2 separate regions of the Sus scrofa genome follow, and region 1 is linked to region 2. Evidence: chromatin contacts called from public promoter capture Hi-C data. All regions are on one chromosome and are shown on one strand. Each heading gives the region's core, a stretch centred on a gene start, on an enhancer-like site or on the middle of the called end of the contact. The rest is flanking DNA. Distances are from core to core; before and after follow the strand shown. Region 1 holds the start of THAP7 (THAP domain-containing protein 7). Region 2 holds the start of PPIL2 (peptidyl-prolyl cis-trans isomerase-like 2).

What was found. Promoter capture Hi-C pulls out the DNA fragments that hold promoters and counts their contacts.
Region 1: a promoter capture Hi-C map of liver shows a contact between it and region 2, with 9 times the contacts expected there. The contact joins the promoter of THAP7 here to the promoter of PPIL2 in region 2. A contact is called at or near these places in 1 of 5 promoter capture datasets (liver) and 1 of 2 datasets of contacts at active chromatin or transcription factors (alveolar macrophages).

Annotation. Positions count from the first base shown.
Region 1 is chr14:50,590,641-50,597,393 of Sscrofa11.1, reverse strand. THAP7 (THAP domain-containing protein 7) reads left to right here and starts at 3,616. Exons shown (of 4, transcript XM_013983196.2): 1 at 3,616-3,833; 2 at 4,006-4,085; 3 at 4,407-4,562; 4 at 5,298-5,982. The coding sequence starts at 3,621. The coding sequence ends at 5,862. LOC100510930 (tubulin alpha-3 chain) reads left to right here. Exons shown (of 5, transcript XM_003133000.5): 4 at 1-528; 5 at 2,903-3,279. The coding sequence ends at 3,199. P2RX6 (P2X purinoceptor 6) reads right to left here and starts at 1,518. Exons shown (of 11, transcript XM_021074045.1): 1 at 1,416-1,518. The coding sequence starts at 1,440.
Region 2 is chr14:50,228,664-50,236,222 of Sscrofa11.1, reverse strand. PPIL2 (peptidyl-prolyl cis-trans isomerase-like 2) reads left to right here and starts at 3,381. Exons shown (of 21, transcript XM_001929539.5): 1 at 3,381-3,572; 2 at 6,039-6,088; 3 at 7,325-7,370. The coding sequence starts at 3,541. It overlaps LOC100155534 (verprolin), which reads left to right. Exons shown (of 7, transcript XM_013983173.2): 7 at 1,842-2,070. The coding sequence ends at 2,016.

The DNA of each region.
Region 1 (6,753 bases), core at 2,367-4,866, 360 kb before region 2:
GTCTCCACGGCCGTGGTGGAGCCCTACAACTCCATCCTGACCACGCACACGACCCTGGAGCACTCGGACTGCGCCTTCATGGTGGACAACGAGGCCATCTACGACATCTGTCGGCGCAACCTGGACATCGAGCGGCCCACCTACACCAACCTCAATCGTCTGATCGGGCAGATCGTGTCCTCCATCACAGCCTCCCTGCGCTTCGACGGGGCCCTCAACGTGGACCTGACGGAGTTCCAGACCAACCTGGTCCCCTACCCCCGCATCCACTTCCCCCTGGCCACCTACGCCCCGGTCATCTCGGCCGAGAAGGCCTACCACGAGCAGCTGTCTGTGGCCGAGATCACCAACGCCTGCTTCGAGCCGGCCAACCAGATGGTCAAGTGTGACCCTCGCCACGGCAAGTACATGGCCTGCTGCATGCTGTACAGGGGAGACGTGGTCCCCAAAGACGTCAACGCGGCCATCGCCACCATCAAGACCAAGCGCACCATCCAGTTTGTGGACTGGTGCCCGACTGGGTTCAAGGTAGGCTGGGCAGCAGCGAACGTTCACCTTTAACCCCGGGGGCAGACCCTGGGATGGAGTGCTGCCCCCTTGCAGATGGCCCCCTGTTCCAGGGCAGTTACACTGCAGGGAGAAACAATTTTAATAATCTGCTAGGTGCTTCAATCTTCCCCAAGTACTGTATATACCCGTACTTCTTACAACCACCCTGTACTACCCATGGGGTAATAGACTAAAATACTTGACATTATAGAGACTGAGACAGCTTTTAGTATCTGACAGCCTCGGGGACAAGGAATAACACAGGGAACTTTCAGAGACCTCTGGCTGCAGGCCTGTCTGTCCACATTTCTCCATTGCTTCCTCAAGAAGCTTGTCATGGTCTGTGCTCATCATTTTGAGGGTTAGAAATCATGGTTTTTAGATTTTTACATGACTTCAGTCACTGGTTGTCACTACATATTAGTTGACACTTATTTTTCTATAAACAATTTTAAATTCCTTAACCAGTGTATACTATGTGGGCAAAGGATGGTTCACTGCTGTTTCTCCAAACCAGCCTGGGAACACTGCCTCACACCCAGAAGCACGGTCATTTTAGGTGGCAACTCAGCTGTATTTAGCGTCACAATGAACCTGTGTTTGGAAGTCAAATAACAGAAGGTCCCACTTTAGATCTATTGTGATTACCAGGCTAAAAGCCTCTCACCATGCCTGCAGTGGTTTACTTTGTGCCCTGGTTTTTGATAAAAGTCCTTGTTCACAACTGATTGAAGACTGACAGAGTGACTCACAGAAAAGGGTAAAATCTCTAACAAATTTCACTGACCTGGAAATGTTCATTAAACCTTTTGTAACAGGTTTGCAGACCTTAGAGTTATACGTGGGGGTTGAAATCCTCCACTCACCATGATCTCTGGAAGGCAAGGACATCCATAGAGGTTTCAGCTGGGCAGCACCATGGTGAGGTGTAGTGTCCTGTACCGATTCCCCTCCTCACTGGCTGAATTCCTGAGCCAGGCGAAGATTGGTCTGTGGAAAGGTACAGGTCACAGCTTTGTCCATAGAAGCTCCTTCTTTTTTCTTTTTTTTTTCTTTTTTCTTTTGAGGGCCACACCCATGGCATATGGAGGTTTCCAGGCTAGGGGTCAACTCGGAGCTATAGCTGCTGGCCTGTGCCAGAGCCACAGCAACATGGGATCTGAGCTGTGTCTGTGACCTACACCACAGCTCATGGCAGTGCTGGATCCTTGACCCACTGAAGCGAGTTCAGGGATCAAACCCGCAACTTCAAGATTCCTAGTCAGATTTGTTTTTGCTGCGCCACAACAGAAACTCCCATAGAAGCTTCTGAATCTTAGAAGATGGTTCTGCCCCAGATGGACTGTGTTGAACTCTCATGGCTTCCAGTCCTTTTTGTTAGTCTGTGACTTCACCATTTTTTCAGGGGTATACTATTTCCAAGGAGTCTTTTCTGTGTTTAAGTTATTTCATTATAAAAAGGCAAGTATGGTGCAAAATATTAAAATGGTCCAAAAAGCTGGTGAAAAGCTGAAGTCCTCTTCCCTTTCAGAGCTTTGTCCTTCAAGAGATACTCTGTGCGTATTCACATCATGCTTCTTGGTAGTGATCTTGACAGCAAGAGGCCAGCAACACAGGCAAAGAAAATACACTCTTTTCATGTAGGTGACAGACTTGACTCATCGCACACAGGTAGCCAAAGGGAAAAGCAAGGTGGCAGCCATCCTGTTTGGAAGGGCTGGCCAGCCTGGTCTTAGAGCTGGGGGGTAGGGGGCACCCCTTGATCAGATCAGAACCCCCTGTACATGCCCCCTGCTCCCAGTTCCTCTGGAGAAGAGCTGCGTCAAGCTGGTGCTGGCTGCCAGCTGCTCCTTAGGTCAGGGCCAGCCATCTGTCCGCACTCTACCAGTTGTTTGTCCTCCAGCATGGTATCTCCCAGCTTTGGTTGTTACTCTGTAAGTATTTTGAAGTATAAACACTCAGGTAGAATTCAACTTGCTCTGCTTTCTACCAAGTATACAATACACCTTGGACATATTTACAGGCCAGGGCAGGTTCTTCATTCCTTTTCATCATGGTACCGTGTTTTACTGTAGAGATGTGTGATAACTTGTTCCCCAGGAAGGACATGTTTCCAGTTTTGCCATTTCAAACAGTACCCTAAACTAAATACATAAAAATCTCTATACATGTAGCTTTTGCTCTTATGTGGGTAAATCCAAAACGTGACAGTATTGGGTCAAAGAATATTAAATGTTGTCAGATACTGCCAAAAAAGAAAGTACCAATTCCCATGGGGCCTTGTTTTAAAAAACAAGGTACCATTTTTCACGCCACAGTATAAACGTCTCCATCTGTTCCCCTTCTCTGGCAGGTGGGCATCAACTACCAGCCCCCCACGGTGGTCCCAGGGGGAGACCTGGCCAAGGTGCAGCGGGCCGTGTGCATGCTGAGCAACACCACGGCCATCGCCGAGGCCTGGGCCCGCCTGGACCACAAGTTCGACCTCATGTACGCCAAGCGTGCCTTCGTGCACTGGTACGTGGGGGAAGGCATGGAGGAGGGCGAGTTCTCGGAGGCCCGGGAGGACCTGGCGGCTCTGGAGAAAGATTACGAAGAGGTGGGCGTGGACTCGGTGGAAGCGGAGGCCGAGGAGGGGGAGGAGTACTGAGCGGGAGGGCGAGGCGGCCCCCCTTCACCCTGCTCTGTAACGTTCCAGATGTGTTTACCTATTAAAGTTTCTGTATTGAGTGTCGTCTGCTCCTGTGTTGCTCTTCGGCCAAGTTCCCCGACCAGATACTTGCCTTTTCCGAGCGAATTCCTAGGGAAAAATCATGTTTCCTCCCAAAGAGAAAAAATGAGGCACCTCAGTTGCTGTATTACTTCCAGAATAAGAGTATAAGGCCAGTGGGGAAATCGGGGAAAATGTTTTAAGTTTAAACACTCCGGATCCTTCGCGCCCTTCCTCCGGGACCGGAAGCGGTCCGGGTCACAGTCGCGGGACCACAGCGTTCACCCTCCTCGCCCCGTCCTCTGGAGGAGCTGCCCCAGAGCCTCCCTCCCGTCCACAAGGGGCACCTCTCATCAGAGGCATGCGTGCCCGCCCAGCCAGGGCTCCGCATCGCACGACCAGCCCGTTCTTGTCAGAGTCGTTTCGGTCCTGCGCGCGGCGCCCCGCAGGCCGACCACTTCCGGGGCCCGCTCCGCCCCTCAGCGAGCGCCGCGCGCTTCCGGGTCTCTATGGTACCGACTTCCGCCGCGAGCCACATCTCGCGAGACTTCGGCGGCGCAGCAATGGCGAGACCGTAAGTGCCGCTGACGGGAGACGGGAGAGTGGGTTGGGAAGGGCCTCTGACGAGATCGGGCCGGTGTGGACGCGCCAGGACGGGGCCGCCTGGAGCAGGGTGGCGGCTAGGGGCGCGAGGCTTGTCCGGGCCCAGATAGCAGCCCGCAACCGAGTTCCTGCCTCTTCTCCAGATGCCGCGTCACTGCTCCGCCGCCGGCTGCTGCACGCGGGACACGCGAGAGACGCGCAACCGCGGCATCTCCTTCCACAGGTCAGCGCGCGTGCGCGCTGGCGCCGAAAGGGTCACGTGTTCATTAGTCTGTCCTGCCCACCTGAGGAGCCTTCACTGCGCACGCGCTTCGGCGGGTCCGGCGAGGCTTGAGTTAGAGGCTGATGGTGGGCGGAGCTGCGGTGGAGAGGGAACTAGCTGCTGTCAGAGGCACCCTGGTGCAGAGCCAGTCGCTTTACGTTTTGAGGCCTCAGCTTCCTAGTCTGTGTGCCCACAGGGTCCGGGGGCAGCATGAGTCAGGCCGGCCCTTCCCATCCGGTGTGTCGCCGGCGGCCCAGCTCTGACAGGCTTGTTGCCCTACAGGCTTCCCAAGAAGGACAACCCGAGGCGAGGCTTGTGGCTGGCCAACTGCCAGCGGCTGGACCCCAGCGGCCAGGGCTTGTGGGACCCAGCATCCGAGTACATCTACTTCTGCTCCAAACACTTCGAGGAGAACTGCTTTGAACTGGTGGGAATCAGGTGAGCCTCCTGCTGACACCAGGGCAGGCCGCCCTGGTTCTTCCCAGCTCAGAATCTCAATTTCCTCTCCGGACGGAAGCAGTTAGAGACACACACACCCCGGGTATCACTGTGCCAGAGGGTGCTCCTGGAGCCCAGGCACGCCAGCAAAGGCACAAACATAGCCGCTCCTTTCAGGGGGTCAGCCCAGTTCTGGTGGGGCCTTTCCAGTCACCTTAATTCTCAGGAGGCTCTCATGGAGGAGATGGGGTACCTCTTAACTTGGCATCCCCCAAACTAGCTGTTTGCAGTGTGCCTCCCACCTGCCCCAGTGCTAGCCCAGGATCCTGTTCAGGGGCTGGGGGGCTGCAGGCTCCGCACCCTGCAGGTCAGCCTGGGGTGCAGGCCCTCTTCTCTACTTCAGACTGCTTTCCCCTACAGTGGGTACCACAGGCTGAAGGAGGGAGCAGTCCCCACAATATTTGAGTCTTTCTCCAAGTTGCGCCGAACAGCCAAGACCAAGGGGCACAGTTACCCACCCGGCCCCCCTGATGTCAGCCGGCTTCGGCGATGCAGGAAGCGGTAAGCGCTGCGCTGGGGGATGTCCCACTTCACGTCTGAGGGACTGGGCTTTCGGATGGAGCCTTGCTGGACAGGGCTCTGAGCCTATGGTTCAGGGATGGGGGTTAGGTGGGCTGGTGAAATGAGGTCACTGAGCCCTGAGCCTGGCCTGTCCCTTGCTCTGTCTCCCTGTAGCTGCTCTGAGGGCCGAGGGCCCACGACTCCGTTTTCTCCACCTCCACCTGCTGATGTCACCTGCTTTCCTGTGGAAGAGGCCTCCGCACCTGCTGCTCTGTCTGCTTCCCCTACTGGGAGGCTGGAGCCTGGCCTCAGCAGCCCGTTCTCAGACCTCCTGGGGCCCCTGGGTGCCCAGGCTGATGAAGCAGGCTGCAGCACCCAGCCCTCCCCCGAGCGGGAGCCCGAGCGGCAGCCGTCCCCTCTGGAGCCTCGGCCTGTGTCACCCTCAGCCTACATGTTGCGCCTCCCTCCTCCTGCTGGAGCCTACATCCAGAATGAGCACAGCTACCAGGTGGGCAGTGCCCTGCTCTGGAAGCGGCGGGCTGAGGCTGCCCTTGATGCCCTGGACAAGGCCCAGCGCCAACTGCAGGCCTGCAAGCGGCGGGAGCAACGGCTGAGGCTACGGCTGACCAAGCTGCAGCAGGAGCGGGCACGGGAGAAGCGGGCACAGGCAGATGCCCGCCAGACTCTGAAGGAGCATGTGCACGACTTTGCCATGCAGCTAAGCAGCAGCATGGCCTGAGTGAGGAGCTGCCCATCAGGGTTCCTGCCTCTTCCTCCTTCAGGATCTGCCTAGAGAGGGACCTGACTTGAGCTGTGTCTGACCTGCCAGATGCCATAATAAAGCGGTTTCTAGGAGTTCCCATTGTGCCTCAGTAGGTTAAGAACGTGACTAATATCTGTGAGGATGTGGGTTTGATTCCTGGTCTTACTCAGTGGGTTAAGGATCCAGTGTTGCCACAAGCTGCACTGAAGATAGCAGATGCAGCTCGGATCTAGTGGTGCCATGGCTATGGCATAGGCCCCAGCTACAGCTCCAATCCCTGGGAACTTCCATTTGACACAGTATGTCCCTTAAAAAAAAAAAAAAGTGGATTCTAGAAAGAAGCCCTGTTCTCTGCCTCTGCTGGGGGTGGGGCCCCCTCCCTCCCCTGAGGTCTGCTTCCCCCCAGACTGGCTGTAGCCTGGAGGGCTCAGACCCTGGAGGCCAAGCTCTTGGCTGTGGAGAGCAGAGCCCAGTTCTTGGCAACCCCTCCCCAAGCAGCTCCTTGTTCTACAACATTCTCTGAGGGACAGGGTGGTGTGCATAGAGGTCGGGGGCAATGCTGGGCAACCTTCACTTGACACTAAGCCTTGATTTACCCAGCTGGCCTTTTTGGAAACAGTCATAAAATCCAGGCCAGATTTACTTCGTTTTCAAGAAAACAACAGACTTCCATCCCCAGACCCAATGTCCTTGGCAGTCAAACATGGCAGAGTGTCTGTGCCCCAGCTGCTGCTCAGCCCCCACTCAGCACAGGCCTGCTTCATCTGCAAAATGGACAAGATTACTGATCTCAGGCTGCTGTGCCTGGCAAGCAGGGAGGGCCCCACAACCACCTTTCTGGTCCCTGAAGATATGGGATGAGGCATG
Region 2 (7,559 bases), core at 2,132-4,631:
ACAGCAACTCCAGATCTGAGCCGTGTCTTCGACCTATACCACAGCTCATGGCAATGCCAGAACCTTAACCCATGAGCGAAGCCAGGGATCAAACCAGTGTCCTCATGTACCAGTCTGGTTCGTTACTGCTGAGCCACAGTAGCAACTCCCATGGATCACTTTCTGAGTGAGCTGTGCTATCGTGGCACCCACCATCAAAAATGGGTTATTTAAAAAAAAATTTTTTTTTGGTCTTTTTAGGGCTGCACCCATGGCATATGGAGGTTCCCAGGCTGGGGGTCCAATTGGAGCTGTAGCTGCTGGCCTAAGCCACAGCCACAGCAATGCCAGATCCAAGCCGCATCTGCAACCTATGCCACAGCTCACAACAAAGCCAGATCCTTAACCCACTGACCAAGGCCGGAGATCAAACATGTGTCCTCATGGAAACTAGTCAGATTCATTTCCACTGAGCCACAACGGGAACTCCTAAATTATTTTTTTTAAAAAGTTCACATAAGGAGTTCCTGCCATGGCATAGTGGGTTAAAAATCAGACTGGCCACTCAGGTCGCTGTGAAAGGGCAGGTTTGATCCCCAGCCCCAAGCAGTGGGGTAAAGGATCCAGTGTTGGCACAGTTGTGGTTGCAGCTGTGGCTCAGATTCAGTCTCTGGCACAGGAACTTTCATATGCCATGGGTGTAGCCAACAACAAAAAAAAGTTCACAGAAGCACAACATATTCTATGGAAGAAAGTTCACAATACAGAATGAAGGCATAAAATTTGAGTCCCATACAGTGGGAAAAAAAAAAAAATTATTAAAAAGATTTAAAAAAAAAAAAAATTTGAGTCCCAGGAGTTCCTTTCATGGCTCAGTGATAAGGAACCTAACTAGTATCCATGAGGACATGGGTTTGATCCTTGGCCTCATTCTGTGTTAAGGATCGGGTGTTGCTATGGCCAGCAGCTTCAGCTCTGATTTGACCCCTAGCCTGGGAACTTCCACATGCTGTGGGTGCCGCCCTAAAAAGGGAAAAAAAAAAAATCCCAATACATTGGTTAATTTTTTTATTTTGTCTTTTCTAGGGCTGCATCCACGGCATATGGAGGTTCCCAGGCTAGGGGTCTAATTTGAGATGTAGCAGCTGGCCTATGCCAGAGCCACAGCAATGCTGGATCTGAGCTGAGTCTGCAACCTGCACCACAGCTCATGGCAATGCCGGATCCTTAACCCACTGAGCGAGGCCAGGGATCGAACCTGCAACCTCATGGTTCCTAGTCAGATTTGTTAACCACTGAGCCATGACGGGAACTCCATCAGTTTTTTTTTTGTTGTTGTTTTTTTTTTACATTGGTTGATTTTTAAATCAAGGCAAGATGATATAGCCTGTACTTCTCAGAAACTTGCTCTTTTCTGTTACTGTACCACTGAGGCGGCTTTACTTGTTGGGATATATAGACCAACGTGGTTCCTTAAACAGCTGCAGAATGGTCACAGCAGGCATAGCTACACCATGATTCCTTAAGCAATTCCCTGACGAACTTTTTTTGGGCTGTGCTTGCAGCTTGCAGAAACTCCCAGGCTCAGGATGAACCCACACCACAGTGGTGACAACACTAGGTCTTTAACCCCCTGAGCCACCAGGGAACTCCCCCAATGGTCCTTTAGATTGTTTCCAGGTTTGCATAATCACAGACATTGCCACAATGAACAGCCTTGAACAAACACCGGTGGGAAGGGCTTCCAGGGGTAGAGACGGATTGAGAACCACCCCACAGCCTGGGTTTGGTTATAGGACCCTCTGGTGGCCCCGTGTGCCGGGTCTGAGCTCATGGGCACATCTTGCCTGTCTCCTGTACAGGACCGCAGCCTGTAGTGGCTTGCCCAGCACCGAGGAGATGCCATCGCCTTCTGTGAAGGCCTCCATCTTCACGCCGCCTGTCCTGCTCAAGTTCCAGCCTGTGCCCCATCCCCAAGATGACTCAGAGAATGACCCTGGCAGCGTGGAGCCTGTGCCCTACCAGAGGGACCCGTAACCTCTCTTGTGCAAAGCACGGCCAGAGAAATGAATAAATTCCCCCCGGAGGTGCCTTCCTTGTGCCTCGCTCCCCAGGGACCATGCTGTCCCTTGGGCTTTCTCCTGTCCCAAGTAGTGGTCAGGGTACTGCAAGCCAGAGGCTCATGGGTCTGAGCCTGCACACAGTAGGTGGTCAGGTGGTCAAGTCAGGGAGGCTGGGATCCAACATGGGAACTCAGCCTACACCACAACCACAGCAACTCAGGATCCGAGCCAAGTCTGTGACCTATACAGCAGCAACACCAGATCCTTTAACCCACCAAGCAAGGACAGGAATTGAACCTGTGTCCTCATGGATACTAGTCGGGTTACCTCTAAGCCACAACAGGCACTCCCAAGAGTGCTGGCAATTTAGTGTTTGGGAATCAAGGGATACAGTGTTTAAAGCCATCAATCTGGGCAAGATCACCCAGTGCTTGACTGTAGAGGGAGGTCCAGGGCTTGGCTGGGGCACACAAACATGGTGGTCTGGCTGAAGAGACAGAAGGTATCATCAGGGCTTTGGACTTTCAGGCTTGATGGCTCCTGCCCCTGGGCCTCCCAGGAGAAGGGCCTGGAGGCAGTGGGAACTGTATGGGCAGTGAGCGGGTGGACAGAAAGTGTGGATGTCCCTTTTGAGCTGTCTGCCTTGGGGGGGCGGGGGGGGGGTAGTTGAGGAGTGGATATGGGGCCTAGTGGGAGTTTTCCTTTATATTTACTTTTTTGTTACAATCGCAGAATGTGTAAAGTTCTCAAGCCAGGGATCAAATCCTGCCCTAGGTGCAAACTGCACCACAGCTGTGGCAACGTGGGATCCCTAACCCGCTGAGCTAGGTGGGCTTTTTTTTTTTCCTAAGGCCGCACCCGTGGCACATGGAGTTTCCCAGGCTAAGGGTGGAATTGAAGCTGTAGCCGCTGGCCTATGCCATAGCCACCGCAACGCAGGATCCGAGCCGCGTCTGAGACCTACACCACAGCTCACAACAAGGTGGTTAAGCGGATCATTAAGCCACTGAGCGAGGCCGGGGATCGAACCTGAGTCCTCTAGTCAAATTCGTTTCAGCTGAGCCACGACAGGAACTCCCAGGCGGGCTTTTTAAAGACCTGAGAAATCAGGTCAAACTAGGGTGGGTCTAAGCCCTGTGGGGCAGATAGGCAACGGTCCAGAGAAAGGCACCCGGGAAGATGGGCCTTCGGGGTAAGGTGGCTCTGCCTAGGGCTGGCCCAGAAGCCCCAGCACCCAAGCGCCCCCCGCCCCCCACCTCGGGCACGCGCGCTGGGCACCACGGTTCCCGGCATACCCAGCGCCAGCTTCCGGGGCGGGGCGGGGCGGGGCGGGGCGGGGGGGGGCCAAGGGACCCGGAAGTTGTTACGAGGTCGACGGAGACGCTGGAGTCTGAGTTGTCTGCGATTGTTTTTCTTCGGAGACGCGGCTGTCTGAGTTGTCTGGGGTTGTTTTGCCACGTTCGCTCGTCCTGCCGGCGCCGCCGCTGCCACCGACGCCATGGGGAAGCGACAGCACCAGAAAGACAAGATGTAAGTAGCCCCCCTCCGGGAGCGGGCCCCGTTGGCCTCAGTCCCGCCTGTGGCCGTTCCTGCGTTGCGCCTTTTCCCCGAACCCCTCTCAGCTTCGCTTCCCCAGAAGCCTTCGGCCTACGCCGGCGGGGCGGCCCCGTAAGGCTCAGGGTTTCCCAGGGTCCCCGTTCCTTCAGCTCCGCCACTGCTGTCTTACCCCGCGCGCGGTTCACGCCCCCCAGCCTACCCGAGAGTTCCAGCATCTCCTATTAGAAACAGACCAGCCTTGCCCCACCAGCTGCCATCGAGTTTCTTTGATTTTCTTCATGGCAGGATGGGAAAGGCCTGTGTCTACCTGCTGTTTCTTGCTGTCCTTTTGAAACCACAACAGCCAGGCACTCGACCCCCCCGCGCTGCTCTTGTTGGGATCCAGTAACTTTTGCGTGGCTACATCTGGGAGTCAGTTTTCAGACCTCGTTTTGTTGGGCTTCTCAGCAGCGTGTGACACGGCCGAATAGCCCTTCTCTGGTGTCTGGGACACCATACACTCCTCAGGGGCTTCTCTTTCTCCGTCTCCTTTGTTGGATCCTCCTCCCCTCTCTCGGACCTCATAGTTCTGTACCGCCCCCCCCCCCCTCCCAGTTTACTCTTCTCCGCGGTGGTCACACCAGTCTTGCAGTGATCAGCTGCTTGCCAGACACCTCCTTTTGGAGATCTGAGGGACATCTCCAATTCACTATGCCCCACGTGGAGCTCTGGATTGTTGCACCTGAGCCTGCTCTGCCCCCATCTTTCTTTCTTTTTTCTTTTCTTTTTTTAAATTACTCAATGAATTTATTACATTTATAGTTGTACAATGATCATGACAATCCGATTTTATAGGATTTCCATCCAACACCCCCAGCGCATCCCCCCACCCCCCAAACTGTCTCCTTTGGAAACCATAAGTTTTTCAAAGTTTGTGAGTCAATATCTGTTCTGCAAAGAAGTTCATTGTGTCCTTTTTTCAGATTCCACATATCTGATAGCATTTGATGTTGGTGTCTCATTGTCTGACTGACTTCACTTAACATGATGATTTCTAGGTCCATCCATGTTGCTAAAATTTTTCTTTCTTCTTTTTTTTTCTTTTTAGGGCTGCACTCGTAGCATATAGAAGTTCCCAGGCTAAGGGTTGACTCAGAGCTACAACTACAGGCCTACACCACAACCATAGCAATGAGGGATCTGAGCCCCGCCTGCTACCTACACCACAGCTCATGGCAATGCTGGATCTTTAACCCACTGAGAGACCAGGGATCGAACCCAAATCCTCATGGACACTAGTCAGATTCCTTTTCACTGTGCCACAAAGGGAACTCTGCCCCAATTTTTCCATCTCAGTGGTCATACCACTGCTCAGTTTGCTGGGGTCAGAAGGCTAGAAGTTTCTCTTAGCTCCCCCTGCCTCCTGTTGGCCAGTAAGTCCTGCTGGCTTTTCCAGGAACTGATCAGTTCCCCCTCATCCACCACTCCTCCCACAGGTGGAGTTTATGCCATGTCCTTCTTAGACCTTTGTAGTTCTCCTCTCATTGGTTTTCTGCTGCCTCTTGCTTGTCCCTCTGCACCCAGCAACCAGAGTGAATCTTGGAGGACATTCTCGATCTAGTCAGGGAATGACTGTTCAAAACCCTCCAGCAGGAGCTCCCGTTATGGCACAATGGAAACGAATCTGACTAGTATCCATGAGGATGTGAGTTTGATCCCTGGCCTTGCTCAGTGGGTTGGGGAATCGGGCATTGCCTTGAGCTGTGGTGTATGTTGCAGATTCGGCTTGAATCTGGCATTGGTGTGAGCTGTGGTATAGGTTGCAGACACTGCTCAGATTCTACATTGCTGTGGCATAGGCCAGCAGCTACAGCTCTGATTCACCTCCTAGCCTGGGAGCTTCCATATGCTGTGGATGGGTCCCTAAAAAGCAAAAATAAAAAAAAAAATCCTCCAGTAGCTCTCCACCTTACTTGAAGCAAATCTCGAATCCTCACGTGGCCTTTGGGGCCTCTTGTGATGCAACCATTACCCTCGGCCCTATCACCAGTGGCCATGAGCCCCTGTGTGTGCACTTCATCTTCACTTTACCCATCTTCACCTTACCCATTTTGGGGAACACTCCAGCTTTTCCTTTCTCAGCGTTTTTGTACTTGATTAGCCTGTTTAGTCCGTCTGCCTGGAAAGGTCTTCTCCTAGATTGTCACCTGGCCGGCTGCTTCTCATCATTAAGCCTTCTATTAAATTCAGTTCATTTCCTTCAGAGCAGGATGGTTTGTGTTTGCTTGCTGGTTTGTGTGTCCCTGTGTTCTTTTGTGTGTATATCACCATGTGCCTAATGCATGTAGGTGCTTAATAAGCATTTGAAGAATTAGTGAAATGGTTCAATTGTCAGTTCCTTACTTCCAGAGACTTTGTTTTCCTTATTAAGGGGATGGTAGTAAGATTCTCTCTTTTCAGGTACATCACCTGCGCAGAATATACTCACTTCTATGGTGGCAAGAAACCAGGTAAGGTTTGAAATCCTTCTGTGCCCCTTTGGTGTATGTGTGAGTGTAATTAAGGAATGATGCCTTCACGGTACAGTGAGCCTTAACAATTAACAAGAACATGGGAACTGTAGTAGATAAATGGGCTGAGGCATGGGCAGCTCACAAAAAAGGGAACACACTAAACAGAGAAATGTTTAATGTCCGTGGTGATTTTTTTTTTTTTTTTTTTTTTTTTTCTTTTTAGGGCCGCACCTGCAGCATATGTAAGCTCACAGGCTAGGGGTGGAATCAGAGCTGTAGCTGCCAGCCTTTGCCACAGCCATAGCAATGCCAGATCCAGGCCGAGTCTGAAGCCTACATTACAGCTCACAGCAATGCCCAATCCCCAACCCACTGAGCAAGGCCAGGGATCGAACCTATGTCCTCATGAATACTAGTCAAGTTCATTACTACTGAGCCACAACGGGAACTCCTGATTTTAACATAGGGTAAAATAATATTTTTTCTATCAAGTTAATAAAGAATAAAAAGCATGGTAATACCTAAAGCTATCAAGGCTGCAATAAAAAGAACAGTGTTGGGAGTTCCCTGGTGGCCTAATGGGTTAAGGATCTGGCATTGTTACTGCTGTGGCATGGGTTAGATGCCTGGCCTGGAAACTTCTGCATGCTGCAGGCATGGCCAAAAAAAAAGAAAAAATGAGCACCCTCATGATCACTGGTGAGAGCAAAACTGGCACAGCCTGCCTCAAAAACAAAGTCAAAACCCACAGCAGGGGTGTTAGTTAGGGTTGTGGCAGAAATCCATCCAAAGTGACTTAAACAAGTGTATGCTTTTTCCTCTAAGCCTGCTCTTGATGTTTTGCTTCCATCTATAGAAAGGTATGAGCCCACAGCAATTGCTGCACTAGGTAATATACATCAACGTTTTGTTTCTTTTTCTTTTTAAAAAAAATTTAGCAGCTTTTATTATTTTTATTGATATGTAATTTACCTACAACATTGTATTACTTCTGGGTGCACAACATAGTGATCTGGTATTTCTGTTCATGGCAAAATGAAACCCAAAAACGAAGGCTAGTTACCATCTGTCACTATAGTTACTACGACATTATTAACTACATTCCTCACACCGTATTTTTCATCCCTGTGGCTTACATGTATTTTTTCTTAAAATGTGAGTTGTTGATAGGAATACGTTTGTCAGGTCTTTTTACAGACTGCATTTTCTGTCTTTCATTTTCATCTTAAACAGATATCCCACAAACAAATTTTCGCCGCTTACCTTTTGACCACTGCAGGTAAGAGTTTAGAGTTAAATGTTCCTGGCGATTGTTTTTTTGGTGCTCAGTTGTTTGGCAGTGAGTCTGATTCCTGGAGGTGCAGGTGTAGCTGTTGTCTGTGCCACCCCCACCCCCATCTTTACTGAACTGGGGAAAGGTGACCCAGCAGTGAAAACTGATGATTTTCTGCATTTTCTGTGTCTCTAT